Regions from separate parts of the Arabidopsis thaliana genome. Here region 1 is linked to region 2. Evidence: chromatin contacts called from public capture Hi-C data. All regions are on one chromosome and are shown on one strand. The core of a region is the stretch at or near the end of the contact, and the rest is flanking DNA. Distances in the headings are between cores, read along the strand shown.

Region 1 (6,917 bases), core at 3,284-5,783, 78 kb before region 2:
CTACCCCTTAAATGCCAGTTTTACAATAAAACGACACAAATGGTTAACTCACGTGTTAAAGCTGAATTTTAAGAATGGACGTTCAAGAAATTTTCTCACATTTCTAGGGTTTGTGAGAGAGTTGGTGAAGGAATTTGAAACTATCTTCAATAAAGAGAATTCGGAGAAAATCTTTAGGTTTCTGAATCTTAAAGTTTAATATTGGTTGGAAATTTTGAATATGTGAAATAGATTTAATATGGGTCAAGATTTTTTTCATTGACATCTTCAACTTTCCTATACAAAATCATGTGTTGATGTTCACTCTATAGCTTCAATATTTAATTGTAGGTTACATGGACCTCTTATGACGGATTTTCGATAATCAAACAAAAAAAAAAGTAAATGTTAAGACAAAGGATAAAAACTAAAAAAAAAAAAAGTATTCTATGTACATTTACAAGTTAATGAATAAATTAAGTGGTTTAGCTTAAGCCTCTTCTTATCCACTGTAACAAACTCCAGCCATCTAATTAACTTAGCCATTAATCACTTCAAATAAAAAAAACGTATGTTCTCAACATGCATCGTTTGTATATGGATGGAACTTTTTAATAAAGAAAGAAAGAGAATCCAAATCTCATTGGTACACTAACAACACTTGGAATCAAAGACGATGAAGGCTCAAAAGAAAATATTGGATTAAAATTCTCAGCAAGATGATAATGTTTATGATAGAACACAAAATTAAAAATCAGAATTAAGAAAATAAAAGATAAGATCGAACTACAATTTTAGAACATGAGATCATGGTTTCTCCTTAGCCTTGCTTTATGCTTCTTCTGTCGAAATCTTCTTTCAAAGAGTCTTTTTAACTTCTGGTTCCCAGGACATGGTTTCTTCAGGATTATTGTTCTTCTCTGAGATCCTTCTCCTCTTGTTTTGCTCTTTGTCTGCTAGCCTCGCTTCTGGAGCTTTTCTCGCAGTTTTGTTCTTCATCGGCTTCATATTGGTTGCTTCACTCTCCGCTGATGATGAATCGGATGCTTCACAATCCGCTTCATAGGAAAAGTCACTCTCCGAAGAGCTTTCCTCACTTAGTCCTGGTGATCGAGCTCTAATGAGAAGAGCTTTGTAAGGGGCTTTTCTTTGTTTCCGCGGCTTCATTTGCGAACCAGTTGCTTCACCATCTGTTGAATTCACTTTAGATGACTGAGCGCTTATCAGAAGAGCTTTGTAAGGCTGCCTATGAGGGGGCTTAGGTGCATCTGATGATAATATAAACGGCTTAGATTTTTTCCCCATTTGGAACTTGCAAACCTGAAAGATCAAAGGAAAGAATTCACAACAAGAGAGAGTGAGAGAAACAATGAAAGATAAAAGATTGTGTGTGAGAACTTATAAGTGTCTTTGGAGGACTCTAGATATATAGATTTTTCTCCTTGCTTTTACAACCCTCAAATTGGATGGTAACAGCTTTAAATTTTTGTCTTTGTTTCGCTCCTAAAATACGAAAAAGAAAGATATTAGATTAATGTTGTAATTTTAAATCGTACCGTTTGTTGGACCGAATCAGAAGTCTCTAAACTAATTTTTTCTATTTAAAATTTGGTGCGATACAATAATTTTTGTAAAATTTATTTTTAATAGTTTAACTTTGTATGATAGAGTTCAAAGATTCAATTCTTACAAATTATTAACTAATTTAATTATCTAATTGAAAAAAAAAATTCTTCATAATTATTTATTAAGTCAAAAGTAAAAAAGGGTAAAAAATCCGTCTACAATACTTAATTAGGAAAAGATTTTGTAGTCAGATATCTTACCTTTTTATACTTTAGAATTATAAACATTAGCTACCAAACATTTGAATATAATAATTTTGTAAACACTTTGTTAGGAAAAGATTTTGGCAGTAAATGTATATGGTATTAGATTTTTTAAACAAAGAAAATAAGATTTTTCTTTATATGATTGTTTTTTAATTTGGTATTTTTTAATAAAAATGATTTTTTCATTATTGTTTTTATCTAAATAAGGATTATGGAGATCAAATGAATTTTTTTATCTTATTATATAAAATACATTTCAAGACATTAATTTATTTATTTTTTTCGTTTTTATCTTCAAATTACATTTTTTTTTTAAACTCCTTATATAGTCATTGTTTCCCTTTTATTCTTCTATGATCAGACAAATATCTCTTTAACCATTTAACCTAAACGAACAAGTTTAACAATTGTCTTAGTTCAATGAATTCGAATTATATTTTAAAAATATATATTTTAACTTATAAGTAAAGTATTTCTAGTCATAGAAGCATAAAAAGAAAAACTAGAAACTCAACAATAAGAGAATAATTTTAAATCTAAATTATAAGACAAAACCAATAAAGCTTTTAAAATATGTCTTAGAAGTTAGAACAAATGAACGATGAACTGTCTTGAGATGGATTTCACATAATATGAGTATATGACACATAATCTCTTAAAGTTTTGATTGATTTTCATTCTTTCGGCTGTTGAATATGCCCCGGCCCTCACTCTTGTAGTACAATCTTTTTATCGGTACACACTGAGTTACGTCACTGTCGATGTCAATATCCATTATGGTGGTTTTAAATCATGAGAAAGAATCGAGGTTAATATCAGTCGATTAGTATGAAAATCGAACTGATTTACAAAGATAAAAGATTGGAATTAAAAAAGGCTCTTGATCTATTTTCTAGCTTGTTTTCTAGAAAGAAGTGACCCTGGTCTATACGACCTCCTTAGTCAATCCATGCAAATCATAACGTCCCCATCTCGATGTCTACCAATTTAACGTTTCCTTTTTAATTTGTTAGATATGCCCGTTTTATTTTGACTTGCTCAAACTGTATAGGGCCATCACGAGCTAAACTGATGTGACTTGGGCCTGGTGAGAGTCATGAAGCTCCGGAATGTTGTAGCTCGATGTTACCTATATAAGCTTTCTTTATGGGCCTTGAATAGGCCGAGTTCAAATGTGAGAATCCAACACCAACAGCCACTTAGAACAACTTTTCAAGATTGTGTATCATCTACCTCTTCGGCCATATTAAGAATATGTGTAGTTGGGCTTCGGTGAGACTTATGAGTTGGGCTTGCCATGACAATCCCAGATGTTACTTTTCTCTTAATCCCTAGGAAGAAAATCTTTTGGTAACTTCAAATCATTATAAGCGCAAATAGCTAGCTACTATGTCTGATGCATTTAGTTACTTTGTGCTGAGGATTGGGGTCTTTAATGTGAAATCGAAAGTTTAGGGTTTCTCGTGGATATTAGAAAACGTTAAGGTTGGAATATAAAGGAAAAGATTAACTGAAAGAGTCTGCATAGCACACTCCAGCTTAATTCCGTATCGTTTTAGGATTTCTGACTTCACTCTTTGACGGCTATATATTAATGTGATTTTCCATTATGTCAAATGTTAATTATTATTTTTTAGATAAGTTTTCGTGAAAGTTGAAACGGTGTGACTTGTGAGTGACGAATGTATAGGAAGAAACTGTGGAGGTGGGTTCCGTTTAAGGCTTTGGTGGTGTGGAGATTAGAAGTCATGGCCGCCATTTTTGAGTCACGCACGTGTCCACCTACCTTACCTTCTTATAACTTATTCATTCATGTGTTCGATAAAATATATTTGATATTAATTTAAACATACAACATAGAAGTGCACAATTACAAGAGTTTTTTTTGTTTTTCTATTTTTGTCGCTACAAGAGTTTTTAGTTTTTACTTACGTTACGTATATGCAAACGCAAGCAATTCTGCATCTATTTGTTTTTCAATGGCAGCCATAATTGATATCAAATAAATAAATTACTAATGCCACATGTTTTTTTAGCACAGCTTCATAATTCATAGGAGTATCGATATGTAACACAATAATGGATCTTGTAGTAAAATTTGAATAGAGTCAATTAAAAAAAAAAAAAAAGATAGAGTCAATCTGTGCGATATAATGAAATTAGAACGAAGCTCGAATTTTAAGATTTTAAATTATAACAAAACTCAAATGTGTTATAACATTCAAAAAAAAAAAAAAAAAAAAACTTAACACAATAATTAGTTTTTCTCATTTTGAGAAAACCAAATTCTCGAAAGTATGTGAAAAATACCATGGAATTTGAAGGATTTTGTAGATTACCAAATAGTAAACAAAATTTCTAAACTTGTTTTACTATGATTTTGTCACGAATACAAAATCAAACTCAGATAGAGAAATTAGGTGATATATAGCCATAATTGTGTTTACTACTAAAAATACAGTTATTTCTAAAAATAAGGTAAATGACCACCATGGTACCATACTATTCCATGAACAATATAGACAAATAGCCTTCCATTGTTATAATTGGGATATTGTCAAATCCATCCCGTATCTATATATATTATTATACACAAGTAGAACTTTTGATGGTGATTCATTATCTACCATTCACATGTTTTTGTATCATTAAATTGTTGATTATAAAAGCAGGATTTGATTCCACCTACTAAGAAGTAGGAAATATAAAAACATAACGCCAATTTTCGTTCATCAGAACCAAGATTTTTTTGTCGACACAATCAAACCAAATAGATAATGATACTGTTTTTTATAGTAGTATATATATTTCTTTTCCTATAGAGTATTTTATCTGAGGTCATGTGGTTGGTTAGTGACACACTTTTCATTATTTTACGTTCTAAATTAAATATCGTAAAGTTAAACCTCGTTTAAAGTATACTATAAAGAATAGAAATATCATTAATTCATTATACACACTATAAAGTTAACCTTTGTTTAAACTACTAATAAACTGGTTATTTAAAAAACTATTAGGGTTAAATTTGTGAGAAATGGAAAAGTAAGAGGCAAAAAACGAAAGAATCTTTTATTACAATGATTATTAATTTTATCAACTTTCTTTTATAGACAGCTCAGCTCCACTGATCGGCTCATGCTCCACTGATCAACTTTCTTTCATTTTTTTATCAGTTTCTCATTTCTCTCTCAGTCGCATATAAATTTGAAACGCCGATTCGTTTTTGCTCTTTAAGCTTTCTTCTTGATTTCGACGGTGTCTCTCAATCTCCGTCAAGCTTGACGAATTTCAGGTGTGATTTGCTTCTCTTCTTCTTCGCTTTCTGGACTTGTGGATTTTGGTTTTTGATTGATTTGTTCTGCTTTTTTTTTTTTGGTTGAATCTTCGCTTTTTCTCATGATTTTTTTTTGGCTGTTGCATGATTTTGGTTTTGTTAGAGTCGAATTTTTGCAGATTTTTGCTTTGATTTGATTTTTGTTGTTGTTGTTGTTTCTGGTTTGGTGATACACGAATTTTGATTTGTTCTTCCAGATGATAGTTCAATTCTGTGGTAGCTGCTGATTCTAATTATGTGATATATGTTATTAGAATTGAGAAAAATGCAGTTATTTGTGATTTCTCATAGCTTATGATGAATTGTTATAATTGCAGGAGCTATATATACCATGGCGCTCTTGTCTCAAGCAGGAGGATCATACACTGTTGTTCCTTCTGGAGTTTGTTCAAAGGCTGGAACTAAAGCTGTTGTTTCGGGTGGCGTGAGGAATTTGGATGTTTTGAGGATGAAAGAAGCTTTTGGTAGCTCCTACTCTAGGAGTCTATCTACCAAATCAATGCTTCTCCATTCTGTTAAGAGGAGTAAGAGAGGGCATCAATTGATTGTTGCGGCAAGTCCTCCAACGGAAGAGGCTGTAGTTGCAACTGAGCCGTTGACGAGAGAGGATCTCATTGCCTATCTTGCCTCTGGATGCAAAACAAAGGACAAATATAGGTACAGTTTGATGCTTATATGTTCTGTTAAAATGCTACTTAGTGTTTGTAATTGTGACATATTTCTTTGTTTGTGCTCTTTTACGGTGTTGGTATTGTTTGAATTCATCCAGATTGTTTGTCTATTGGAGAAATATTCTGTTTTGCTAACTTAACATTGTGAGTTTTCAGAATAGGTACAGAACATGAGAAATTTGGTTTTGAGGTCAATACTTTGCGCCCTATGAAGTATGATCAAATAGCCGAGCTTCTTAATGGTATCGCTGAAAGATTTGAATGGGAAAAAGTAATGGAAGGTGACAAGATCATTGGTCTGAAGCAGGTTAACATTCTCCTGTGTTTCATCTTTTGAGCCGTTTATTATTTATATACATTTTCAGCCTGTAGAACATGTTAGCTTCATATACAACACAATGATCGGTATATTATAAGGTTTCAGTCTTTTTTTTTTTTTTGCTGTAGATAACTCGTTCTGTCCTTTTGTTGACCAGGGAAAGCAAAGCATTTCACTTGAACCTGGGGGTCAGTTCGAGCTTAGTGGTGCACCTCTTGAGACTTTGCATCAAACTTGTGCTGAAGTCAATTCACATCTTTATCAGGTAATTTCAAAGATAATTATTGCCAATGCTCTCACCCTAAAACGTGACAAATAACCAACTATCTACGGATGTCACAGGTAAAAGCAGTTGCTGAGGAAATGGGAATTGGTTTCTTAGGAATTGGCTTCCAGCCCAAATGGCGTCGGGAGGATATACCCATCATGCCAAAGGTATGACGCTTTCTCTATTCTTAAGATTGAAGAAAGTTAACATCTGTTTGTTTCTAATTCAGATAATATTATCTGATTCTACATAGCCAACGTTCGGATTATTTCTTGGTGTTTGTGTTAAGTTTTCCTATGACGAGTCAGGCAGTAAGATTTGACATAGTGTAATGTGTTCTGTGCAGGGGAGATACGACATTATGAGAAACTACATGCCGAAAGTTGGTACCCTTGGTCTTGATATGATGCTCCGAACGTGTACTGTTCAGGTTAGATTAATATTCTGACTTTGCGCCTTTTCATAATTTCCTTAAACTAAACTTTCCAGTTCTCATCAATAATCTTATTTTGAA
Region 2 (6,314 bases), core at 833-3,332:
TATAAACTGTTGAAATCGCTTCAAAAACACTTCCTGATTATCGATTTAAGTGACTGGGAACCAAAAAAAGAAACACAACAGCTTTACATAATATAAGTAAATAACCTGCAGCATGGTAGCGAAGTGATTGTTGCGGAACAGGACACAAAGTTCCCATTCTTTAAGGTCATCTTCCAAGGTAAAGAGCCTGGAGGAAATGATAATCAGTAACTAGAAAAGATAAAACCAATGTAGCCAATCACAGAAATCTTCCTTAGCAAACAATAAGATCACGCACCCATGCCAAGTTAGTTGAGTGACACTTTCTTCAAAGAATCCTTTGATCAATTCACCTGAAACTCAGAAGAAAAAAAAGAATGGAGTTATCTTTATCCACAACAGATATAATGCGTAGATATGTAAGAATGGATGTGTAAGAATTTACCCTCTTCTTGCGTGAGCCCTTTTGTACCCTTCCCTTCCGGAGAGCTTTGTCCAAGAAGAGACTGGACTTCATAAACTGACTGGGAGACATCATCATCCTGGGATTTTTCACTAAGATCTGGAGATGCAATGAGGTGATTTTAGTAAGAAAATTTAACATATCTCCAGATGCAAGTTCATGCAGAGATACCCATGAGTCTACCTGCATTAACCAAAGTTATAGCTTCAGAAATGATATCATTTTTGGTCGACTCCAGATTAGTCTTCTCCACAGAGATCAGCACATCAGTCATTTTGCTGCTATTCTCAGTCTCAACATTACCAAAAGTCTCATCTCCCAATTCCGTTGAAGATACCTCTTCACCTACATTGGTCTTATTCCCAACATCACAATCTTCTGATTCCGTAGAAGAAAACTGATCATCAAATTTGGACAGCTGACAGATATTACTGCCAAGGGTGGTAGCACAACCAGCTTCAATGTCCACAGAAGTTACCAATGTGTCATCCTCAGAGATCTGATTTACATCTAACGACCCAGACACAACTCTCTGAGTATCAAAACTTCCCTTTAACGATGCTTCCATTTCAGATAATGCCAAGGCCTTTGACACCATTTCATCTTCTTCAATATCTCCCTTTCCCAATCCAAGATGCTCTGCAGACGCAGCAAAATCAACAGAACTAACAGTCTGTGTGTCTAAAGTAGTAAGCGCAATCTCTAACTCATCACGAGATCTGCCTCCGATTGCAGCAACAATTTCCACATCCTGGAGGAAAAACAATAAATATTGAAACTTTTCTATTACTACAAATTGAAGCAAGAAAGAAACACAATCAAAATGATGTACCGTGGGATCAACTAGCCATCCATGATACAAAGGAATCTTAAGTGAACGAAATATATCTAGCTCAGGTGTTAACTCAAAATCCGTAATCCTGCAAGCAAGTAAAACATTTCCGGTCATTACGATAAGATATTTTCTATGTAACATATCAAAAGGTTTAACATATTGATAACAAAAAGATTGACCTCTCGAATTTCAAATCGACATTTATCCCACAAGCAAGTTTTCTGATGAGCCCAATATCAATGTACTCGTCTGTATCATCCAGTACATCGATCACAAGATTCACCAAATCCTCTTCAGATACTTGAGAATTGTAAGTGTCTAGATTAATTCCGTGTTTCAAGATAAGAACATTACCTGTAACAAACACATTTCAATAGTCTTGATACATCTGAATCGATGAAAACGAACGAACGAATCTAATCCCCAATTTCACAATGTATCATCATCATCAACACCAAAAGAGCTAAAAGATCTCAAGATACTAACACATACATTTCCCTAATTTCGTTCGCTAATCGAAGTTCACAAACCATAGCGAGAGTAAAATCGGGAGGAGAATAGAAGATGTACGTACAAATGGCGATGAGAGGACATGGTCCATTCTTATCCTGGAGAATGATATTGCACCTTTGTCCACGATACAAAATCTTCTTCGTCTTGTAAAAGATTTCGTCCGGAGGAGGACGAGAGTTATCGATCGCCATTAAAGAAGAAGGTTCACGACGATGAGAATCGCTTGTTGAGATCTAACCGTCTGCGAAATCGGAGAAGACACACTTTGCTGAAATTTCTCAAGAAGTGTGTCAAGGAAGCAAGAAAAGTGAGCATGGGACTGGCTTTTATAAGCAGCATTGAGTGACGAGAAACAAAATTGATTTTGACGAAACCGTAATTAGTATGGTTTTAGTAAACCGGGTTTGTTATGACGGTCAAAGCTGGTCCCGTATTGGTGGCTCTATTCAAGCGTGTAAATAAAATTCAACATTTGACCCTTATGTTACGCCTACCCTTATGTAGGCGAATCTTTCAACTGTTAGTGAATAAAAACTCTAATCATGGATTTTAGAGACCAATCAAATATTTATCAGCGGAGCTCATGTACCATAATATTATAATAGAATAAAACTTTTATGACATATATAAACGGTAATAGTAAATTAGTTAAAACGTTATGCTAAAGATCATATAACATCGAAAAAGCAGTATAGCAAGATCGTTTGAAGTTTTATCTATAAGAAAAGATCGATGGAATTATTTTAAGATTTTAGTTCAGATGTTTCACGCAGAATTTATTTGTATTGGGTAGTGACTTCACAAATAGCATAAAGGAACCAGCTTACGTAAGAGAATATTTTGGTTTGAATTTTCAAATTACATATAGGTAGAAATATTCAAATATATGAAGACGACCATTGATAGATTTTGGATATTAGATAATTGGATGTAAATAACTACTCCTTTTAGGCTAACCTACACTTGCTTTTTCGTCAACTATGGGAAGATGTTATAGTATATCATTACATTGATTCTCACGTAGGTTTTTTTTTCTATATTTTTGTAGGGAAATGCAAATTAACAAAGCATTTTAGTACGTTCATTTAGTGAAAGGGATGTGGTCCTCTCCTAGCGTGCGACACCTGTTCCAAGATATGTAAGAATAAACAAATGTTATTGTAACGTATTATTGTGAAAAGCATCCAATAGTGGATAACCACTTGCTTATGCCAAAGATTATAAGATATTTAAATCGAGGAAACGAATAAAGTAAAAAAGCTAGAAGGTGGTGGTTATAAATTACAAGAAACGTATCAAACAAGAGGCGAAGATGACATATATTGACATGTGAAATTGAAAACATATACAAGTACGTGTTACTGTTTTATTTGTGCGAAGGTCGTTGTTATAATAAATTTTTATTGTACGGACGGGTTATTTATCACACGATTAAAGTTCTCTTCTTTTATTTATCGCATAAAGTTCTGCTTCTTCTGTGGAAAATATAAAACGAGTTTTGTTTCAACTTCTTCTCTAAATCAAGAGACTATTATAAGAAGTAAAACAGCAATTGTTAATATTGTATCTCCTGATCAGATATATATAGACTTAAATATGCACATAAGTGACTGAAATAAATTTGTATCCATTTTTGTGTCGAAGTCTTTTAATTTCTTAAAATAGATAACAAGATCGGATGGTGCACGTTTGAAGAGAAGCGAAGATCGGACGGTGTGTCCTAACTACTTATTTTGTCCGATATGAGCTGGCAACGGACAAGGATGCTTGATGTCCTCAGGTGGCACTAGTGAAACCCACTTTGACGGACACCGGATCTGTAGGTTGTCGGTTAATATGGACACGTGCCAAGATCTCCCCCATTACCTACATAATATATATCTCCTTCACTTAATTATGTTTAAGATGTAAGTTTGCATTTACTCCAACAATATAAATTAATTAACCCATACCTAGACTAGATATACCAAAAATATCATGTAAAATTAAGAAAAATATGATACGAATATATATATATATATATATATTTTTTCTTACGATTGTACAAAGTTAGATAAATTATGGGTTTATTGGTTATAGGCTTTTAGAGTAACATATAATATTTTAAAAAAAAACTGATTATGCAATTAAATTCGAAAACGAAATAATATATAGCATGATTCTTTTCCTTGTCACACTTCATTATAGATTATTCTTCCCCCGTCAACAATTATTGCACTTACATATTTTATTACTATTATAGATTGGCCTTGAATTTGCATTAGAATTTTTACCAAAAGAAGAAAGAAATTACGTAATGCAATTTCTAAAAATAAAAGTGATGTACTACTAGGCAGGTCTAGGTTTATATAGACTATCCGTAGCCATAAGAGAAAATGGCAAATTTAATATATAATGCAAAAAAGAATAAGGCTATGATGTCAAATTATCAATCAAAAACACTTAGTTTTTTTCTTTCTTTCTTTCTCTCCCCTCCTTCATCATAAATCTAGGGCTTTCCAAGAATCTCTATCACACCCTCTTCCCAAAATCTCGCCTATTTTTCCTCTCTCCACTCACTTATAGAAGATAGATTATACACATAGAGAGACACATCAATCCAAAGCTCATACTTACAAATAGGGTAAATCTCGAATTCCATCTTCTGTTTGTGGTTGATCCATATTCTATTTACAGAGAAAAATAAATTCAAATCCATATCTTCTTTTATGTTCTTGGTCACTTTTGTAGTTGGAGTATGTCTCTTCTTTTATGTTCTTGATCTGAACCATTATCCATATATATAGTTCTAATTTCTGGTTACTATTCGTTTTATTTGGTTGAATAAATACTTGTCTCTTGTGTGATTTTACACAGAATATTTATATAAAGAATAAACTAGAAGTAAAGGATGGTGAGGGGCAAAACGGAGATGAAGAGGATAGAGAACGCAACAAGCAGGCAAGTGACGTTTTCGAAGAGAAGAAATGGACTCTTGAAGAAAGCCTTCGAATTATCGGTCCTTTGTGATGCTGAAGTTGCTTTGGTTATCTTCTCTCCAAGATCCAAACTCTATGAGTTCTCTAGCTCTAGGTATGTCCCTTTTTTGTTTATTTACTTGTGAAAAAACGATTTGCACTGATCAATTTTTGGATCCGATTCGACTAGAGGGGCTAATCGGGTCCAATTTTCACCGTAATAAGTAGATTCATTGGATTTTTTGGTTATATGATTATCAAGATCTGATAAGAGAGTTATATAATGGTGATTTTGTTTTCATATAAAAGTAGATCGGAGTAAGAAATTAGACTACTTTTATAGGACTGACACTAATGATACTTTTTGTAGTTGTAGTCATCAGATTTTTATGGCACTACAACCTATGAAACGTGTGTGTATATCAAGTATATGTATACTTGTTATGAGCCATCCATTTTTCGCTGTAGATGAGTTGATCTTTCTGACTTTCTCTATTTACTGAGATATTTTGAAATGCAAACAACTTTTATTTTGAGATACTTGATGTTTATCCGTTTGTAAGAAAGATGAGTTTGACACCAGTGCTACTGCTAGGCTATGTGTATGTAACAATATCTATGACTTAATTTTGAGTATATAAAGTGTCCTTATATTGTTCAAATTAGGACTGTACATACTATCAACATGTTTATAAATTTAGAAAATAGTCATTTTCAGGATTAACAATAAATTTCCTTATTTGGATATATATGTCCACATGTATCTCGCCCTGCTGTAATACAAATGCATATACAGTGTGTGTGTCAGTAGAAATATATCATATATGATGATGACAGATATATCTACATAATGCTAGGGATGAGACGAAGCATTGTAGTAAATAATGCTAGTTTTGATCATGGTTTGCATTATACATATCAATAAATATATTTGCACATGTTTAAATCAGACATGATGAGTTCATGATATAACACATTCTCATTCATGCGAGTTTACAAAATTACAGATGCTTCTTTTGTATATGTGTATGTGGATGTATATATATGGGAAACTTTATATGTATGCATGAATATGTAAAATTTAGCAACAAATTAAGAGGTACTATTTTGCTTAATTTTAACACACACCGTGATTTAATTGAGCATTAACTGTAGAGAAGTCATCGCATGTGTGTAGATCAGAATTATTTTAATTCTTTCTACGTTTTCTCTTATTTTATTCTTTGGGATATAATTTATGCTGAATAAATATAGATTTGATTATAAAGGATTAAGCACTTAACAATTAACTATGAAATGTCTTTTGAGCAAACTCAAGAGAGGTTAATCACAATTAACTAGGTATTCTTAACCACATAATCCTTGTTGTTATCGCACTGCTTAATGATACTCTAAAGGTTTAGCTTATTAATTTCAATATTTCGATTTGAGCGTGTCCATGTGCATCTATATATACTTGTCTCTTTATATGTATATTGGCGTAGCCATGTAAAATATTGATGCATGATTTGAATCATAAATCTTAAATACAATATATTTGATATTTTCTGCATTTTGAAGTAAAGAG

Evidence for each region. Capture Hi-C pulls out chosen DNA fragments and counts their contacts.
Region 1: a capture Hi-C map of root shows a contact between it and region 2, with 7 times the contacts expected there. The contact joins the promoter of GSH1 here to the promoter of AT4G22960 in region 2. A contact is called at or near these places in 1 of 26 Hi-C or Micro-C datasets (rosette leaf) and 1 of 3 other capture datasets (root).

Annotation. Positions count from the first base shown.
Region 1 is chr4:12,105,311-12,112,227 of TAIR10.1, reverse strand. GSH1 (glutamate-cysteine ligase) reads left to right here and starts at 4,533. Exons shown (of 17, transcript NM_001203879.2): 1 at 4,533-5,103; 2 at 5,463-5,802; 3 at 5,973-6,123; 4 at 6,293-6,400; 5 at 6,478-6,570; 6 at 6,750-6,833. The coding sequence starts at 5,477. It overlaps AT4G23110 (insulin-like growth factor binding protein), which reads right to left and starts at 1,371. Exons shown (of 1, transcript NM_118440.2): 1 at 658-1,371. The coding sequence starts at 1,284. The coding sequence ends at 838.
Region 2 is chr4:12,025,788-12,032,101 of TAIR10.1, reverse strand. AT4G22960 (FAM63A-like protein (DUF544)) reads right to left here and starts at 2,082. Exons shown (of 12, transcript NM_118425.3): 1 at 1,852-2,082; 2 at 1,457-1,631; 3 at 1,275-1,362; 4 at 626-1,193; 5 at 425-541; 6 at 278-332; 7 at 106-187. The coding sequence starts at 1,981. AGL19 (AGAMOUS-like 19) reads left to right here and starts at 4,098. Exons shown (of 7, transcript NM_001341569.1): 1 at 4,098-4,413; 2 at 4,647-4,862. The coding sequence starts at 4,681.